Linked DNA regions of Mustela erminea: region 1 is linked to region 2. The links are chromatin contacts, called in public Hi-C maps. All regions are on one chromosome and are shown on one strand. Each heading gives the region's core, a stretch centred on a gene start, on an enhancer-like site or on the middle of the called end of the contact. The rest is flanking DNA. Distances are from core to core; before and after follow the strand shown.

The links. Hi-C and Micro-C count contacts between places; a contact is called where the count stands out from the background.
Region 1: a contact with region 2 is called in a Hi-C map of spleen, with 5 times the contacts expected there. The contact joins the promoter of GSTZ1 here to the promoter of SPTLC2 in region 2. A contact is called at or near these places in 2 of 3 Hi-C or Micro-C datasets (skeletal muscle and spleen).

Annotation. Positions count from the first base shown.
Region 1 is chr5:130,105,655-130,110,563 of mMusErm1.Pri, reverse strand. GSTZ1 (maleylacetoacetate isomerase) reads left to right here and starts at 2,082. Exons shown (of 9, transcript XM_032344829.1): 1 at 2,082-2,171. The coding sequence starts at 2,157. POMT2 (protein O-mannosyl-transferase 2) reads right to left here and starts at 1,903. Exons shown (of 21, transcript XM_032344827.1): 1 at 1,428-1,903. The coding sequence starts at 1,885.
Region 2 is chr5:129,843,296-129,847,685 of mMusErm1.Pri, reverse strand. It overlaps SPTLC2 (serine palmitoyltransferase 2), which reads right to left and starts at 2,474. Exons shown (of 12, transcript XM_032344811.1): 1 at 2,238-2,474. The coding sequence starts at 2,366.

The sequences.
Region 1 (4,909 bases), core at 833-3,332, 260 kb before region 2:
AAGTTGGCCAATTCATCCTGCAATAAAGGAGGCCACAATGGGGGCATTGGCCCTGCCTGCTCCAAGGAAACTGACTTTAGGACTTTATTAGTCCTAAAGTATTAGGACTTTGTATCCCTCTTCGGGCTATCATTGGCACTTCACTGCTACTGACACTTTTTCAGGTTAACCTGTTGATGATGCTGTTCCAGTCCAACCATCTAACTCCACATATGTTACTGCAGTAATTGAAACTAAACTATGTCATTCCAAACCATCTAAGTCTGACAATAGCATACCTTTTTTTTTTTTTTGCAATGGCCACAAAATAATGAGCCAACAGTCAGTAGAAGTATCTGATGGCATTCCACACTCCTTACCCTCCGAACACATTTGATATTGTTGAGCGCAGAACAATCTTCTCAAAATGATTTCTGACTCTACTTCCCTCACCTCCTCCTGGTTCACACACCTTGGTAAAGCAGTTTCATCACCTAATGCAGTCATCACCAGAAAGGGTTCATCTCCTCTTGGACAGAAGAGGTGGAGGGTTACATAAACCCATATTTTGAACATTTTAGATTCTTCCTGGACCATACCTGGACATGATTTGTCTTTCTTTCCCCCTAACAACTGCTGATCAGCAGGGTGGAGGAGGGAGGGAAGATTCAAACTTAATCCAGTATGTTGATATTCATGCTGCCTCCTACCCTGTGAGTAATGAGTCCTTTGTCTCTGACCCAGGAGTCTCATGTCTTCTGCCAGCATTCATGAAACAATAACAAACGAATTTATTCACTTCCAAGTAGGATAGCCCAGGTAGTTTGTTAGCTGGCTTGCTTTTTGGTCAAGGAGTTCCATTTTTAACATCCCCTACACTAACCTTCTAGTCAGGGATACCAACAAAACATGTTATCACTTGTTGGCTAAACAAATTAACCATTTTCAGATTGCGCAAAACTTTTCCTCCTTCTAGCTGGAGACTTTTTACTCTTATCTCATAAAATCTAAGTCCTACAAAATAAAATCTTTAAGAAAACAAGTCTCTCCTCACAAGGAGAGACCCCTGCCACCATCTCTGGACACACAAATTGTCCCTGCTCCCAAGGATGATTTTCACCTCCCTTGATGCCTGGAAATCCTGCAGATTAGGAACTCAGGCCTTAGGAAATTCTGTACTAAGAATTTCCAGTTCTCCTTGGAAGGTCAAAGACACAGTCTGAGACTCCTCGGATCCTAAGGAATCCCACTGCCACCCACGGGAGCAGAAATGACTCCTCTCACATACACTGCACCTGGCCAAAGCAACCTCCCGCAACCTGTTTCTCCTGCGCAGCCCCGCCCCTCCCCCTGTGATTCCCGCCCCCTCCGTGCCCCCGGGCCAATCAGAGGGTGCATCGTTCCCACCCCGTTGCCACGGGATCCGCCGAGTCCCTTCTGTCACTCACCAGATGTGCGGCGGCTCGTCCAGACGGTGGAAGCGGGTGGCGAAGGACAGCAGCGTCACCAGGGCCAGCAGGGCCCACCGGCCGGCTGCCTCGAAGCGCCGCGAGCCCCGAGCAGGCCGTTTGGGGCTCCGCGCTGCAGGCTGGGCAGCCACGTCCGGGCCCACAGCCCTAGTGACCTGGGGCCCACAGCGGCCCCGCCGGGGACGCAGCTCGGACCCTGCGGGGCCTCCGCCCACCGCCGGCGGCATCCTGCCCCTCCTCAGGATCGCCCTCCGGCTGGCCGAAACGCTCGATCTTGCGAGCCGCCCCGCCAAGAACTCACCCAGGGGCACCTCGGGGTGCCCTGGGAAATGTAGTTCCCTGCGCCGGCAGCGGGCGCCGGGGCCCCGGCCTCTGGGCTGCGCGGGGAGCGCGGTCGCCGTCCGGGCCGCTAGGAGGCGGCTGGTGGCGCAGAGCATGACGGATGGCCCGGGCCCGGCGGGCCGGCCGGGGAGGAAACGGGCTCAAGGAACTGCAACTCCCAGCAGCGCCGGGAGGGGGGGCGTGGCGGCAGGGCGGGGCGACCCAGACGGGACCGAAAAGATCATTCTAGCCCAACCCCTCGCTTTACCACGACGGAAGCGCTGGTTCTGACGTGTCGGGGCCTCACTGGGCCTCGGTGCGGGACGAGTAGGAGAGTCCCAGGCGCGAAGTCTCCCGGCCTGGAAGAAGGGTGGCCGGAGGTGCGAGATGCAAGCGGGGAAGGTCTGTTCCACACATCCGGGGATAGGGGCGCCACTGAGAATGAGAAACCCTGTGGGGCGGGGGTCAAAAGGTGCGCCGCTCGCCCCCTTCCTACGGCTTCCACAACGCACAACTCCCGGCATGCAGAGCGCCTCGCGGGCTCTGTTCTGCGCCTGCGCGCTGCCCGCTTCCCGCTGCTCGCTGGGGCTTGTAGTCCGGGGAGGTTGGGGCTGCAGGCGGCTTACGCTCCTGGAGTGTGCGGGGCGCTGTGGAGTCGCTGTACTCTCGCGCTTCACCTGTCTCTCACTGTCCCTTCTGCCGGGCTTTCCAGACGTCGTCCCTTGCCTCCCTCTTCCTTATATCCCGCGTGCTGTTCCTTACCAGTCGGCCCGACGGGTTCTAACTGTTAGCGTAGGGCCTTCCCGGGTGGTTTGCACTTGGAGAGAGCTCTTGGGGTTGGGTGGTGGGGAGGCACTAGCACTTAAAGTCCTCTCCATCTCCTGGGGAGTTTTCCCTGGGGTCATCTTTGGGGGAAGGGACCCAAGAATCTGCATGCTTAATAAGCGCCTCCATGAGCGTTTTGAAGTCTTATTCAAGTTTGAGAACCACCAAGGAAGATGGCAGGCCACACCAGATGGAATTAGCATCATCTTAATAATGCATAGCTCTCCCACTCCCAAATGGGATTTTAGGAGGCTTTCTCTCAAAACGAGGCGTGAGAAACGGTTTTAAAATAAAATCTGCTAGAGTGGTCAGAATCCATATTTGAATTGGAAATGAGGTTCCTCCAGGAGTGGTAATGAGACGAATATTTTACTTGGGCTTTAAAACAAGTGCAAGAAGGAACGCGGGACAGTTGATATAGTTATCACTGGTAAGAGGAAGAGCAGAAGGTGCTCTCCATTATAAATCCTGATGGTCCATAAGCAGGTAACTGGAGAGCAGTGGCATTCACAGTGACTCTGTGGTCACCCTCAGTACAGGTCAAGATGGAACATTTATTAATTCGGTAAGGCATTTCTCCAGGGATTCCAAGCTAATGTCTCAGGCTCTCCAGTGGTCCCATCCCTAACCAGCAGTCCCGGCCAGATGGCCCCAAGGGCCCTTCCAGCCTGATCAGACAAGGACAGGGATGTACCTTGGAGTAGGGTACCTCTAATTTTGGCCTCCTAACTCCTCCCCTTATAAAGACACCTGCTGTCTATCACCTGCTCTCCGAACCAGGACCGTCTTTACTTTCCCTACAAAAGTGTCTCCAGTACAGGCTGGAACTTCCAGACCTGGAAACCAACCTGGGAGGGCCTAGGTTCCCGCAGTGCCCTTGCCCACCTAGAAGATGAATTGGTAGTTCAGGGATGGTAAGGCAGGGTCACAGAGCAGTTTGATGTGCTGAGGGGTGCGGAAGGCAGAGGGAACTTGAGTGAAATATCTGTAGTCAGAGGGATGGTAGACAGGGGTGATCTAGAAGTTCTGCTGTGTTCTCTCTCCTTAATCATATGGATACACCTATGTCTTCCCAAAGATGCATGAGAGCTAATTACTGATAGCTCCATCCTGGGCCCTGCTTTGAAATGCTGATCACTCAAGAAGCACCGGGAAGTTTAATAAACTTCTCTTAAACTTCAGATCAGAGATCACGCACTCAGCCTCCTCCAGTGCCTCAAGGTAACAAAAATGAAAGAAGAGGGCCAGGTAGGGCACAGGGCAGATCAGAGAGGGCATGCCATGACTGAAAGAGGCTGTTAATTGTCTCCTATCAGTTGTTGTTACTCAGGAACCCAAGACCACTGTCTCTGCCTTCATAAGAAAAAACAAATAGGATTTGTATATGAAACATCCTGATTTGTTAATGTTGGCAACCAACTGAAACATTTTTTTAAAAAATATTTTATTTATTTATTTGACAGATCACAAGTAGGCAGAGAGGCAGGTAGAGCAAGAAAGAGGAGGAAGCAGGCTCCCCGCTGAGCAGAGAGCCCAATGCAGGGCTTGATCCCAGGACCCTGAGATCATGACCTGAGCCTAAGGCCAAGGCTTTAACCCGCTGAGCCATCCAGGCACCCCCAACTGAAACATTTTTAAGTACATGTACACCACACAGAACCCTGTGGGCTGTCCTCTTGTGACCTTGGCTTTGGAGTCAGTGGGCATATCCCCTCAGCTATTTTTATGAGATCAGCCGAGAACCTGGAGGGCTGGTGGGTGGTGAGTTGAAAGAGAGGGTCACCAAAGCGTCAAAAAACTAGAATTCCTGGTCTTTCTGTCACTGCTGGAAGGAATTCAGCTATCATTTTAAGGCAACCCTTTGTTTTACGGATGAGGGAGAAAAGACTAGGGAATAAGGAGGCAGGGACCTGCCCAAGGTCATGCAGAGTGCATTCCTGCCTTGGGATCAGACCCCAGGTACACCAGCTCTCAGCCCAGAGCACCACGTGGACTGCTGCTTCCAAACCAGGACACCAAACCGGGTTTCACCAGGAACAGAAAAAGCTTCCCACAGGTTGGAAAGAGTCGCCCTTTCTGACCACAGTCAAAGTTTCCCTGAAGCCTGTCTCACCCAGCTTCCCATTGGCTCATGGGATCCCACCCCCTTCAGGGTTCCTCCCCCTGCTCTGCAAGTTCTGGGAGAGGGGCCATTCCCTGGGAGGCCAAGGGTCACCACAACACCATGACCGAGTCTAGCAAGGTAAGGAGGGCACTTGCAGGCTGACTGCCCCTTTGGGGGCCCCTTGGACTTCAGGGATGCATGACTGGACAGT
Region 2 (4,390 bases), core at 1,225-3,724:
AACATTTCCCCTAGAAAGTAGGGGAAAATAAATATGGGTTGGTGCACTATCACTGTAACTGAAACAAAACCAACTTAAAGTATTTTAAAGATAACGCTTGTTCCCATGAAGTTACCAAAAACCTCTCTTTTACTTAAGAAAACAAAACAAAACAAAAACCTAATAGATAATAGTCCTCACATTCATGTACAAAGCTATATCCCTAAAGTCTTTGTTTTAAAGATTTTTATTTATTATTTATTTGACAGACAGAGATCACAAATAGGCAGAGAGGCAGGCAGGAAGAGAGAAAGGGAAGCAGGCTCGCTGCTCGATCCCAAGAACCTGGGATCATGACCTGAGCCGAAGGCAGAGACTTAATCCACTGAGCAACAACCCAGGCGCCCCAAGTCTTTGTTTTAAAAACACTTGTGACAAAGAGTTTTCTAGAAGTGATAACTGGAAGCCTAACCATTTTTTCAGGCATTCCAGTAGCCCAGTCTTCCAGATGCCACCACAATGACCTGAGTGGAATTTTTCACTAAAATACACTAGAAAAAAATCAGCCAGATGCTAGAGCCATACACATTTTAAAATTTCACTTTAGCAACTTGATATGTCTTCATCTTACTATTAGTTGGCAACCTCTAAAATAATATTGTACCTATAAATGCTAGACTATTAGAGATCATGGGAGAAATTTACTATTAAATCAGAACATAACTCCTATGTTAAATGAAAAAAGAGTTCCTGAACACAAAACACCTCTGAACACCTTTCTCTTGACTTCCTTTTCCCTATTAAAAAATCATAATCCACTCCTTCATCTGCAAAGTATTTTCTGACTCTCACCCATCAGGTTTTCCTGTTACATTATCACAGCAAATTTGTCTTATTAGCCATTTATGTTGCTAAAAACAACAACCCCTTACACAGCCAATAATGAGAGTGTTCTTACACTTCCTCTCTCACTCAATTATTTCTTTAAAAATGACAATAAATCTTTGGAATCTGTGCATTATGGTGCTTTCAACCTTACAACTTCAGGGGAGGTCAAGGCTCTTTCATGTGTTTTCGCTCCAACTCTCACAGCCTTGCTATGTCAACATGACCCAGAGGAATGATTTTATTTTCTGTTTCACACTAAACAGTAACAGGCCTATCTATCCTATCTACTGACTGGGGGGAGGAAGCTGCTACATATCTATATTAAAGACAAACTAAATCACAATAGTCACACTACTGCTGTTCAGAACAGTTGACTTTGGCGCAAAAAAAACAAAAAAACAAAAACAAAAAAAACACGTTTTCCTTAATATCTAAACGGTATGTATAACTATTAAAGTCAACTGCAAATCTTACAACACTGTTCCAGCAACACTGATCTCTTCATCTTTTTAACCAGCTCCTCTTTAAAAACACATTTCAGGAGAATCTGTCCATCCAGAGAACTGGAAGGCTGTTCCTAATTACTGCCTTCAATTCAAACCTTTTCAAAGTATTTCAGAACTCCCTGGACTTGGCTGGGATTCAGCCTTGGTTAACTGGTTTGGAGACTCATCACAAGTCACCCCCTGGGTTCAGCAAGCCCCTTGGGTGACAGCACTCCCGCTCCCAGGGACCACCTAACTCAACCTGGAGCCCGGGCTGGGGTCCCACCGCAGGCTGAGTAAGACCAGAAGGCTAGTGAGGCACCAGCCCGGGTTCACTGCCAGACGTGCGGTCCAGTGCCTTGCTTGCAGAAGGGCTAGGTATATGGCAGGAAGAGACCTGGGTGTTGATCGGTCTGGTATCACCGTCTAACTTTCTTGGCCTCCTGAGGCCCCCGAGGATGGTTTTCCTGGGAGGGTTTCAGGACTCTAAGAGGAAGCAATCGCCTCGAGGACATAAGGCGGGAGCCTCGAGAGAAAGAACCAAGAGCCCTCGAGTGGACCCTCCCCGAGGGCCGGCGCGTATTTCTGGCCAGATCGGCGGGAGGAAGGTCCTCGGACTTGGAGCAGAGCCCAAACCTCCGGAGGACGACCTCCGACGCCGAGACACGAGGGAGCCCCCACGCCGCCCTTGAGCCTCCCGCTTGGGGCAGGCCCGGTCAGCGCCGGGACACCGCCGCCAGCACACCTGAGCCGCGCCCGGCGCCCGACCCCGCGGACGGTCACCGCGACCTCGCCCCGCCCCACCGCCCCCTCTGCCGGCTCCGCACGGACGCAGCTCGCGGGGTCCCAGCCCGCCACCTCCGGCTCAGCCCGGCCCCACCATACCTGGCCGGCGGCGGCTGCGGCGGCTGCGGCGCTGCTCCTCACGTACCCATTCCGCACTTCCCCGTTCGCCACGCAGCCGTTCGCCCGCAGCGGGCGGCGGCAGCAGCAGCCTCCGGGTTCCGGCCGCATCGTCCCGGCAGCACCAGGCGCAAGGAAGGCTCTGTAGGCGGCGGCCCAGGCGGCGGCCGCTCCAGTCCCGCTCCGCACCCCACCCACCTCCCCGAAACCGGAAATGGCTGCACGCCGCCGCCAATTACCGGCCCGGCCGTCACAGGGGGCGGGGCCCGCTCCCGCGGAGGCGGGGGCTCGCCCGAGGCCCCGCTGCCGAGGGGAAATGGGGCGGGGCCGGCGGACAGGAGGGACCGGAGCCTGGGGACTGCTGGCCAATCTGGAGGAGGGGAGGCGGATCCCATGCTGCGGTCGGGCCAGTCACGGGCGACAGCAAAGGCGGCTCGCGGGTGTCGAGGAGGGGGTCTGGGGAGGGGTCGGCGGCCCCTCGGTCCACGCAGAGGAGGCGGGGGCCCAGGAAGAAGTCGGCCAATTAGAATGTGAGGAGAGGAAGGGGGCTGAGCCCTGGTGTCCAGAGCGGGTTGCCGGTTCCCCTGCACAGGTGGCGCCCTCTCTGCCCTTGCCTCCGGGGAAGTTCTGGGATGGGAATTCTAGGCGGTGACAGGGCTCCTTTATTTAATCAAGGAATTCCTTTGTGGGTATCTATAGAATAGCATTTTTGGTATTCTCTCAACATTCTTCAGTACGCTGCCTACATCAGCACATTTCTTAATAATTCGGATGCCTCTTTGCCCTTCACATTTGTCCCTAATCAGGGTTTTCTGTACGATTTCCTTTAAAGAGTACTTCCTTGAGAGTCAGGAAACCTGGCCTCATTCCAACTCTGCTAATAACTGAAAGACATACCTCCAGTATTTAGCCACGTTCGGAGCCAACTTCTCTAAAATAGAGTTAATACTTTGTTTCATAGGCTCACCCATCATGATGCCTGACCCATAGTAAAAGCATAATAAATATTGTTCTGCACCCCTCGAGTTCTATCTTCCCATTGGGGTTAGAAAGGAAGTGGGTCTACATCATAACAAGAGACTTTTGGTTACCTACAAAAATTTAGTGTCGTAGTTAAGTATTTAACTGTGTCGTAAGTTAAGTATTTAACTAGTGTCGTAGTTAGTATTGACTCTGGAGGTGCTCTGGGTTTGAATCCTGTCTGTGTCACTTATTAGCTGAGGGAGCACTATGTCTTCCATCTGTTCAGTGGAAATAATAATAGTTGTCCTGAGGATTTGCCTTAATACATACAGAGTATTTTGTATGAGACCTGGCCACTGGGGGTGCCTGGGTGGCTCAGTTGTTAAGCTTCTGTCTTCGGCTCAGGTCATCATCCCAGATTCCCAGGAAAAAGCCCGGCATGGGGGCTCCCTGCTCCACGGGGGGCTTGTTCTCCCTTCCTCTCCCCCCTGCTTGTGTTCCCTTTCTCCCTGTATCTCTCCCTGTCAAAAAAAAGATTAACAAAGTCTAAAAACAACAACAACTGGTCATTAGTAAAAATTCATTAAGTGTTTGTTATTTTTTTAAAAGATTTATTTCTTTTAGAGAAAAAGAAAGAGAGAGTGTGAGTGGGGAGAGGCAGAGAGAGAGAGAGAATCCGCAAGCAGACTCCCCACTGAGCATGGAGCTCTACTTGGGGCTCAATCCCAGGACCCTGAGATCATGACCTAAGCCCAAATAAAAAATCAGATGCTCAACCGACTGGGCCACCCAGGCACCCCAAGTGTTGGTTATTTTTAATTGCTGAATGGGCATATAAGATCCCCTGCCTTCTTCCCCCTACCCCATCTTTAGGAAAGGGATTGACAAGCTATCAGCTTTTCATGGTTTAGGAGCTAAACAATCTCACAGCAAGTGGACAGAGCAGACACCTTCTTTGAGTCAATAAACACTATGATCCCAAAGAACATAAATTTGTGAAAAGAAAATGTGTGGCTTGCACCTCATGGCGCTTGCATTCTAGTGAGAGAAAAGACGGTCAAGTGTTAACACAAACAGCAACAAAAGGTCTACAGAAGGCTGGAGTTCTCATGAGGATGGCTGGACTACGGTGACAGGTCTAGAATTTCCATGCAGACAGTTTTTCAGGGTAG